Regions from separate parts of the Lactuca sativa genome. Here region 2 is linked to region 1. Evidence: chromatin contacts called from public Hi-C data. All regions are on one chromosome and are shown on one strand. Each heading gives the region's core, a stretch centred on a gene start, on an enhancer-like site or on the middle of the called end of the contact. The rest is flanking DNA. Distances are from core to core; before and after follow the strand shown. Region 1 holds the start of LOC122197916. Region 2 holds the start of LOC111912461 (9-cis-epoxycarotenoid dioxygenase NCED1, chloroplastic).

Region 1 (5,378 bases), core at 1,139-3,638:
TATGTTCTATAATAGAAGGAATATATATGCATACATGAATGATTGGTTGATTATATTTTATTTGTTTCTTTAGCATGTTAATTTAAACCATAAATATCCAATTAGGTGTGTTTTACTTATAGTTTTTTTTAATGTCAATTCACCAATTGGAGAGAGAGGTAAATATAAAACGGATACATAAAAAAGGAATGTCGGATTAGGTATTCATGTAATACAAATACCGTAACATCATATGTATGATAGATGCGATTATGACACTATGGTTATATAACACACACACACACACATATATATATATATATATATATATATATATATATATATATATATATATATATATATATATATATATATATATATATATATATATATATATATATATATATGCTTAGGTTATTCTATTAAAAATAATTATTGTGTTATTGTATGCATAAATGTGGATCAATCAATTTACTTATTTTAAGTAAGTGATTATTACATATTATTGAATTAAATATAATTCAAAAATACCATCTATTCTAACTAAAAGGGTATTTTAGCCAATTAATATAGATTTAATAACGGAAAGTTGCATATTTTAAGGAAAATTGCATATTTTAAGGGAAAATAGATTCTATTAATTTTAAAAATCTGATTGTATGGATGATAATTCTCCTAATTCGTAACATTCTGACGGAATATGTTTATCAATATATTGAAAAATAATAAATATGATTGAACCATACAAGAATACACATTCTGACATAATATATATTTTGATTTAATGAACTTCTTGAAGAATAACAAAACTTTGGATACAAGTTAAAAAAAATTTCATTACATTCTTAGAAAAGAAAAAAATTATATACTATTCTATGAGAATGTTACACTTATTAATAACAAAGAAATACAATATATAAATCATTCTACCAGATTATATTATTACATATATTTTCTTTTCATTATATTGTATATTATTCTGCTGGAATAATCCATTCTTTTTGGAAGATTGGTGGTCATTGTTCATCTTCATCCCATACAATGTTCATATTCAAGATTCTATTATGACAGAATCGAAATTCAAGATTCCGTTCCAGTAGAATGTTGTAAGTTTCATATGTACCTTGTTTTGCTTTGATATCTCTCGTTTCGTTCCCAGCCAAAAAAACAAGAACATTCTTGTTCTTGATTTTATGTGTACCTGCAAATGAGAAATACAACCACTCATTGATATTGCTTTATATACAACCAATCATTGAGAAATACAACCAATCATTTCAAAAACCTAGATAGGGGTAAAATTAAACTTCATTGGTTTACATACCTACGCTCCTTGAATTGACTCCTAGCTTTTACCATAATTTCCATTCGGCTTCTTGAATGCCTTTCAATTTGAGCTTCCACCCATATCAAAGGCTTCACCTGAGTGCTAAGTCGATATGTCATCAGGTCAAATGCTCCATCAGGAGGCACAAATGATATTGTTCTATCATTTTCAAAACGTGCCAATAGCACACATCTACACCAAATTCGTCCATAGCCTCAAATTTTATAAAACTATCTATATATATAATATATGTGATATAAGATTTAAAAGAAAATGAAAAATTACTGGTGGAACTTAATGTCATCCAAGTCAATGGCTTTTCCCTTTGTAGTATGTCCTTGTGCCTCCAATAATACTCTATCATTCAGTCCAAGCTTACACTCAAGCATATCAATGTAACAAGAATGAAATAAAGGCAAAATTATCCATTAGTTATTTAAAAAAAAACTTTTTAAAGATATATTATAGAAAATAAAGAGAAATTTAGTTTGACCTCAAATAAGTTCATATCTTCAATGCACCAACGACTTTTGATCTAACTATTTGCCCATTACCGTTGACAAGCATATTCACACTCTCCACAACATCCAAAAATACTTGAAGAGATTAGCAAATTGTTTGTTTGTAAATTGTAATATGAGTGATAGCAACAACCTTTCAATATATTAACAATTAGAATGTAGAAATACATCTATGAATGCCTTGGAGTGCATGCCACAAGCATCAGAGACAGAGGTGTTTGTAGCAGAGGCATCTAGAACAGTAGCACCAACAATCTCATGTTGAATTGTGCGGGGACCCATAATAGAATCCACAGCTCTGTGAGCCACAACACTTCCAGTACCAAAAGCCATTCCTAACATACCAAAAGTGTCAAAATATAACTCAAATTCATAAAATTAATAAAGAAAGAAATAAAAAGTGTATACGTATAATAAAGATACAGGATATGGTTTATATTGAGTTACCTTGAGCTATGGTTGAACCAATACCTCCAAAAATCGATCCACCACCACTAGACTGAACAGGGGCAGGAGGGGGTGATTGGTTAACTGGTGCTGGAGGTGGAGCACGAGCAGGTGATAGTAATCATTTATAAAAATCCCACAAGAAGACATGCATCATTCTTTTTGTAATGTATCCCTTCACTACGACATGAGACAGCATTTGTAATAGCCATGGGAGGTCTCTGTGAAACTTCCATCCTATATGCATCAGTCTTTATGAACTCACTAAGGATTTTAGCTTCAGTGAATTGAGGGTAACCAAAGTCTAGGGAGAAGAAACAGAAGTTGTTGCTGTCATCTTCTCATTAACCAAAAAAAGCCCTAAATTCTCGCTCAATGAGAAACAGATGTATAATTTCTCCGAAAATGAGTAAAATTTGTAGAGGATTTCAAAGGAGAAGCTCAGATTAGCAACATCGAGAAATAGGGGTAAAATTAAACTTCAGTGGTTTACATACCTACGCTCCTTGAATTGACTCCTAGCTTTTACCATAGTTTCCATTCGGCTTCTTGAATGCCTTTCAATCTGATCTTCCATCCATCTCAAAGGTTTCACTTAAGTGCTAAGTCGATATGTCATCAGGTCAAATGCTCCATCAGGAGGAGAATGCAAAAATCTTGTTGAAGCTCATCGACGGCAACAACAAATGATGGTGGTGGCGATCTTCTTTTGGAGGTAGGGTTAGGGAGGATCGAATGGGATAAAATACAATATTGTTGATTGTTTTAAAAAGGGATAAAGGTAGGTCAAAGTAATTACTATAATTATAAGAGTGTATTTGTAAAAATTATTTATCAAATTACTAAATTACCTTTATTTATTTGTTTGATTATTTATTTATTTTTTAAATTTTGATTGGCCCACATTTATTCATACAATAACACAATAATTACTTTAAACACTTGAACCTAGCTCTCTCTCTCTCTCTCTCTCTCTCTCTCTATATATATATATATATATATATATATATATATATATATATATATATGGTGAGGTTCAATAGAGAACCATAATTAACCAAGGAACATATTTTTTTGAACTTTTAGAACTTATTTTTTATAAAAAAAAAAAACTAAAAATACAGAAATTCATAACTTTTTATCCTTTTTCCAATGATATAAAATTCGATTTTTTTTACGTCAAATTCACAATGTGAATCTTCGAAAATTCACAACGTGAATTCGAATTCACACGGTGAATCCGAAAAATATTTTTCACATTCATAATGTTAATATATGAATTTAGATATTTTTAGATTTTTTTTTTCGATAAAGAATAAGCTCTAGAAATTGAAAAAAAGATTTGGTTCCTTGAAGAACCAATGATTATGGTTCTCTATTGAACTTTTCCATATATATATATATATATATATATATATATATATATATATATATATATATATATGTGGGTTAGGTTATTGTGTTCCAACTATCTATTATATGCATGTAGCTATTGGGTTGAAAGTTCGTTACACGGTATCCATAGAAAATCATGAAGTTAATAATAACAAATAAAGATAATCTGTGGCCTTTGAGGTTCGGGCAAGTAAACCCGATGGATCTTTTTAAATCTAACACACTAAGGTCATTTGATTTGGATGTGTTGGTTGAAAACCCGTTACACGGATTTCAAAGAAAGTCATGAGCTTTATTTGGAGGAAAATGTAATTATGAAGTTTGTCATATTTGTGTTTATAGTTAATTAAATAATATGTTTAGTAAAAATGCATTTCTGTCAAAAGATTCCTTTCGACTTGGATTTGAACTTATGACATTGGGACTGAATGTTAATTACTTTGAGTGGTGTAAGTGGTTTGAAATTTGTAACCAATCTGGATAAATATTAGGGAATTTTTAGAAAAAGATTGTTGTTAATCAACAAATAGCTGGAGTCAATCATTGTTATATTTTGTGAAACAAAGATGATTGAGCATGTTTTGTCAAATATAATTTCACGAGAGTAAGACCATAATTTGTTTCATGAATTAAATTGATGATATTGAAAGGGAACAAGTGTTGTGATCTTTGATTATGTTGAGTTGCATTAGGGAGTGGCCAAAAATCTTGTTTTTGCTATTATATAATATTTTGAGACTTATGCCAAGTTTACTCAAGGCACGACAGGTATATTCTCAGCTACACTACTAAAATGAGGTTAATCGAGTTGGATCTCTTTCATGCTTGTTTTGGTTATTGCATTAATTTTTGAAAGTTTGAATTTTGATTTTTATTCATTTTCTTTTATTTTCCCCGATCTAAATTTTTCTTGCTCTTTCTTGGGGACAAGAAAGGTTCAAGCTAGGGGAGATTTGTTAGGTGCATTTCATGCACCCATTTTGTAGCTTTATTCCATAAAAGTGCATTGCATTTATGTTCAAACTCATGCATTTTGCATGTTTTTCGGGATTTTTCATGAAGCAAATTCATTCACACATTTTTGTGATATTTCGGGGACTTTTGGATGTAGGATATTGTTGGAGGAGGTAAATAAGAGTTGCGGACAAAATTTCGGGACTTGCAGAGCAAGATATCAAAGAAATGAAGATTTTGGCTTTATAGAGATTTACACGGGCGTGCAAATGGAAGCCTTGCGTTTACACGCCCGTGTAAACGTAGATTTCTGCGCAGTGTATTTTTACATTTACGCGGGCGCGTAAACGACATTATTAATTTACGCCGGTCATGTAAACGTAAATGCGGGTTTTAATGCAGTTTTTCACCATTTTTAACAGGGGGGACTGATTTTTTAAGGAAGAGTCGATCCTGCTTACCTTGTATTACATTTTTAGTGCAAAGTAACAATGTTTTGGAGTCATTTTGTACCCCTTTATTTGTTGGGTTTGACATTGCTAACAAATTGGCGTCGTTACCGGGGACACGGTGTTACTAATTGTTTATGTCAAGATTTTTGTGAGGAGGTACATCTCTATCAAAAATAAAATAAAAAAACACAAAAAAAAAAACAAAAAGTGTGGCTCGGAAATGGACACTCCTTTCATTAAAGACCAACTTTCTGAGCTAGCCCAGATAGTTATGATGATTGGAAATGACCTAAGTGTGCAACC
Region 2 (5,663 bases), core at 1,057-3,556, 150 kb after region 1:
ATTATAGTCTAAATTCATCTACAAACTGTAAACTAAATGTTGGAAAAAACCGCATGTCAATCCGACTTAAAACGAATGAGTTATGTGTGTTTAAAAAACGTCACAAAAATCTTAATCATGTCCAACTGGTTCTAAACCCGGTAAAAACCGGACCGGACCGGGAAAAAAACCGGAACGGACCGGCGAGAAATCTTAGAACCGAGAACTGGCCCGGGGGTCCAAAAAAACGGTCCGGTCCGGTTCACCGGTCCGGTCCGGTCCACCGGTCCAAATGCTCACCCCTAGGTCATACTCCTAGCACTTATTTTGATATTTAAAAAGAAAAACAATTTCGTTATTATAAACGAAAACAGATTAAATATATAAAAATTAATCCAGATGCGAAAAGGTTTGCTGTAAATTAAATTAAATTCTTGACCAATATAGAACTTTTAGATCTTCTGTAAGATTCAATCACTTGTACGAGCTTAGTTGAAATTATTAACTCTTTTAACAAACTAATTTTTATAATTTGTATTTAGAGTAGAGAATCTTTCTATACTAATAAAAGAATAGTTATTAGTGTCACTTACGAATGAAAATTTGGCCTTAAAACCCGAACTGAATCGAAACCTGAACCGAATTAGGCCCGAATAATCAATTTGATTCGGGTTTCGGGTATCGATATTATGCTTATTCGGTTCGGGTTACCCAAATAAGAGTTTATTCGGTTCTAAATACCCGATCCGAATAAACATTCATCATCACCTTTCTCTGATCGACAGAAATCAAAATCATGATTCATATTTTTGTCTTCGTCGTTCATAATAGAAGAAAACCCTACACTTGTTCTCGTCGTTTCAAAATCAACCAACATTCTCATCTATTTACAAACGTGAAATCACTTTTGTCGATCCTTCCTCTTGTTTCAAACTTTCAAAAATCGACAATTCTTATTGTCTTTAAGGATTTATGAATTCTTATTTTGTCGAGTCATGGAAAATTGGGTTTCAATTCAAGAAACTCAAGTAAGAAATTAATTCTCATTATGTTAATCTACTATATAAATGTTATTCTTTCAATGTGTTATTGTGTTATGTTAGTATTTAAATGTTTTATGTTGATGTATAAAAGTACATTATTATTCTATTTTTCGGTTTATTCGGGTTATAAAATCATAACACGGTTTATTCGGTTTTTTTTGTTATATTAGGTACTTAATCATCTTGTACATGTTATTCAGGTTATACGGGTAATAACCGAACCAAATTAAACTCGTATTGGTTAATCGGTTCGGTTTTCGGTTCATGCAATTACCCTTATTCAGTTTTTGGGTTATTCAAGTTCAAGTTAGTTCGGTTCGGTTCCGACCCGAATAACATCCCTAGTGTCACTTGTCAGTTGTCATTTTCTCATAATTTACGTTTTATTTTCAAATGTTTTATAAAATTAACACTTGTCATTTTCTCATCATTTTTTATTTTTTAAGAAGTATTGATGTTGATAATAAGGTAGACAACTATTTATTTGATTCCTGATTGTTAGAAGAAAATTTAAATTCGTCTTCAATAAGTTTTGATTATGATTGACCATAATTAATTGTATTTTTATATTAAAAATCTTACAAAATCATGTTTAATAATAATTTGTTGAAAATAATTGATTAATATCTATGAGTTTTTATTATAAAAATTTAATTATTTTTGTAACCATCGGTTACATGGGTTATAAGCTAGTTTTTAGTAATCAATAAATAGGTACATAATTTTATTAGACCTACAAAATATGTATTTTCCATAAAATCATACAAATACAATGACTTTCCCAAAATCAACCATAGAAAATTTGGATAGGTTTAGCAAAAATAGTTAGTAATCCGACCACTATAGATTTATTTGTTTATAAGTGTTTGATAAAAATATTTGTATGTTTTTAAAAGATGTAAAATTACAAAAAAAAAATAAAAATAAATAAACCTTTAGAATTAATATTATTTGTTTAAATTAAAAGCTAAAACTTTGTATTATCGAATGTTTTTAATTTGATTTTTTTTTTTATTAAAAATAACAAAGTAATGGCTTTCAAATGCCCAAACTTGATTTTCAATTTCAACTTATTGAAAATAAAATAATCAAAAGTTTTAAAAGTAAAGACTTATAGAAAATTTTCTAATCAAAGAATATATTAAAAAAAATGTAGTTTGGTTCGTCGATATTTTGCGTCGCCTTTCTTCAAGTATGCAACACGTGGTCTCCTCTTACATGTTTCCGGTGGTGGACCTTCCCCACAACCTTCCCCTACTATTTACTATTTATACCCCCTTTCTGTTTCTTCCTCCTCAATCACAACCTCTGTTTCTCACTCCTTTCCACCAACTTTCAAATTGCTTACAGGAAGCTTAAGAAAAAGCTTCCAAATTGCTACAATGGCGACTGCTTCCACTTCTTCTAGTACCATTTGGGCTAACCCTAACCCCAGAACCACATTCTCATCGTCTCCTAAACTCCCTTCTTCTTTTTCAGTATCTTCCAGGAAGAAACTGAAAAAAATCAGTTGTGCTCTTCAATCACCTTCGATTCTCCAATTTCCCAAACAATCTCCCTTTCAATTACCTTCTTCGACACCGGATTCATGGAACTTGTTGCAGAAATTTTCAGCTATGGCATTGGACGCAATCGAGAATGGTTTAATAGAACAAGAAAAAAAACACGCTTTACCCAAAACAGCTGATCCCAAAGTTCAAATTTCCGGAAATTTCTCTCCTGTCCCAGAGCAATCTGTTCGCCACTGCTTACCAGTCGTCGGAGAAATTCCAGAGCATGTTCAAGGCGTGTACTTGAGAAATGGGGCTAACCCGTTGTTCGAGCCTACTTCTGGCCACCATTTGTTTGATGGCGATGGTATGATCTACGCCGTGAAGTTTGAAAATGGATCGGCGAGCTTCGCTTGCCGCCATACGGAGACACAAAGGCTTGTCCAGGAACGTGCTCTTGGAAAGCCGGTTTTTCCAAAGGCGATCGGAGAACTCCATGGCCATTCTGGCATCGCTAAGCTGTTGTTGTTTTATGCTCGTGGGCTATGTGGGTTGGTTGATCACAGTCAAGGCATTGGGGTGGCGAACGCCGGTTTGGTTTACTTTAACAACCGGCTTTTGGCCATGTCGGAGGATGATTTACCTTACGAAGTGCGGGTTACCCCCACCGGCGACTTGAAAACTGTCGGAAGGTATAATTTCGACGAGCAATTGAAGTCCACCATGATTGCACACCCAAAACTTGATCCGGTTTCCGGCGAGCTTTTCTCACTGAGCTACGACGTGATCCAGAAGCCTTACCTGAAGTACTTCCGATTTTCACCGGATGGAACGAAATCAAAAGACGTAGCGATTGATTTGGCAAAGCCTACTATGGTTCATGATTTCGCAATTACAGAGAATTTTGTGGTGGTGCCTGACCACCAGGTGGTTTTCAAGATGTCGGAAATGATCACTGGTGGGTCTCCGGTGGTCTATGACAAAGAAAAAGTGTCACGTTTTGGTGTTCTTGATAAGTACGCCGATGATGGTTCTAGCATCAAATGGGTCGAAGTTCCCGACTGTTTCTGTTTCCATCTCTGGAACGCTTGGGAAGAACCAGAAACCGACGAAGTAGTCGTGATCGGATCCTGCATGACTCCGGCGGACTCCATTTTTAACGAAAACAACGAAGAATTGAAAAGCGTTTTGTCTGAAATTAGACTTAATCTAAAAACCGGAAAATCCACGCGTCGGGCTATAATTTCCCCCGAAAATGACGTCAATCTGGAAGCAGGGATGGTGAACAAAAACCTTCTTGGCCGGAAATCTAAATACGCTTATCTTGCAATAGCTGAGCCATGGCCGAAGGTTTCAGGTTTCGCCAAAGTCGACCTCTCCACCGGGGAAACCAAGAAATTCATCTACGGCAACCAAAAGTACGGCGGCGAGCCTCTGTTTCTTCCAAGAGACCCCAATTCCGAAACCGAAGACGACGGCCACATCTTGACCTTCGTCCACGATGAGAAGACATGGAAATCGGAGCTTCAAATCGTCAACGCAATCACATTACAATTGGAGGCGACTGTGAAACTGCCGTCGAGGGTTCCATATGGCTTCCATGGAACATTCATAAGCGCCAACGATTTGGCAACACAAGCTTGAAGAAACAGAGCCCAAAAAGCTTCCTTTTTCCGGTGCCGGCTGCATAAGAGATTTTACCAGAGGGATGGCTGAGATACGTCCCCGGAAATCTTCTCTTGAAACATAAACCTCCGACGTCTTTTGGGGGCTTTTCTGTAAAAAATTAAATCTTTTGGGCTCTTTTTGGATTTACATAGTATTTGAGGGGCCAGCTTGTAGCTTTTTGTGTATGTACAAATTGAAAGCTCAGCTTGGTTCCCTGTTATAGTTTTGGGTACAATCGTGACAGCGTGAAGTACATACGTTTTCAGCCAGTTTGTGAAGACTATTTTATTGATAATAAACGGCAATATACTTTATGTTGTATTAAGTATGAACACTTTGAGCCCTCTATTAGACTATTATCTCTTAACCTTTACATTCAACATAAAATATAAGAAAAATACTAGACTATTAGTTATTATTTAAAATATTTGTGCTGTAATGATAAAAACGAGTTATTGTTATGACTTAGACTTATGTCAATGTCACTTAATACAGTTAATAGTTTTCAATTTTTTAAATGTTTCGTTTAAAACATATGGTTTTTGTACATTTAAATAACATATGGTTTTTGTACATTTATCTAAATCTATTTAAAATGTTTTATATAGCCTTTATTTATTTAGTCAATGTTATATTTTAAATAATTAATAAATTATTACAATACATTATTTCAAAAGAAACATATTACCATACATTGTCTGGAAAAAAATACACACAAAGAAAAAAAAATTAATACACCATAATTATAAAAGAAATTTGAAAATATTTTATAATCATCATAATTTATATTTCATAAATAAAATATTATTAAATATTTAATAGAATTAATTAATTAATTAACAATACATAAAAAAGATATAACTAAAAGAGTAACACGAAAGATGTATAATATATTAACCATTAATATATATTAAATGACTAATAAAAACAAATAAAAAAATAAGTCAAATACTTTAATAAAGAATCAATAAAATAATAATAATAATAAGTCATGAAAAAAGTTTTGTTAGAAATGCTTTTAGATGTCTAAAGTTATTCTCCAAAGTACTTAACAACTCTAACTTTCAATTCTGTTACATTGTTGTAAATTTTAAGTTATTTGGTTTTATTGTTATAAAAATTAATAGTTCTTTTTGGTGATACTTAGGCCGTCCGGTATAGTTGCAACGGACGAGTTCGTGGTCTAGGTGGCTACGAACCACAACCGTGCACGCCATCCCGATTGCTCGTTGTGGTTCGTGGTCGTGGGTGTTCGTGGTCGGGACAACAAATGTAAACGATCAATGTAATTGGCTGTTGAGTAACAACCATATTTAGGATTTAAAATCTCGCTTTTTATTTTTATTTTATTTTACCTTTCAAACAACATTAAACCTCTTCTTTAAATACCACACCTATTCACACAATTCTTGTCTCTTCTTCTCACAATCACACACTTCTTTTGTTTGATAAATTCAAAACAATGGCTCCTAAAATAATAAAT

What was found. Hi-C and Micro-C count contacts between places; a contact is called where the count stands out from the background.
Region 2: a contact with region 1 is called in a Hi-C map of leaf, with 5 times the contacts expected there. The contact joins the promoter of LOC111912461 here to the promoter of LOC122197916 in region 1. A contact is called at or near these places in 2 of 4 Hi-C or Micro-C datasets (both in leaf).

The regions. Positions count from the first base shown.
Region 1 is chr5:270,589,026-270,594,403 of Lsat_Salinas_v11, forward strand. LOC122197916 reads right to left here and starts at 2,389. Exons shown (of 2, transcript XM_042902105.2): 1 at 2,275-2,389; 2 at 1,868-2,162. The coding sequence starts at 2,389. The coding sequence ends at 1,972.
Region 2 is chr5:270,741,325-270,746,987 of Lsat_Salinas_v11, forward strand. It overlaps LOC111912461 (9-cis-epoxycarotenoid dioxygenase NCED1, chloroplastic), which reads left to right and starts at 2,307. Exons shown (of 1, transcript XM_023908196.3): 1 at 2,307-4,512. The coding sequence starts at 2,405. The coding sequence ends at 4,156.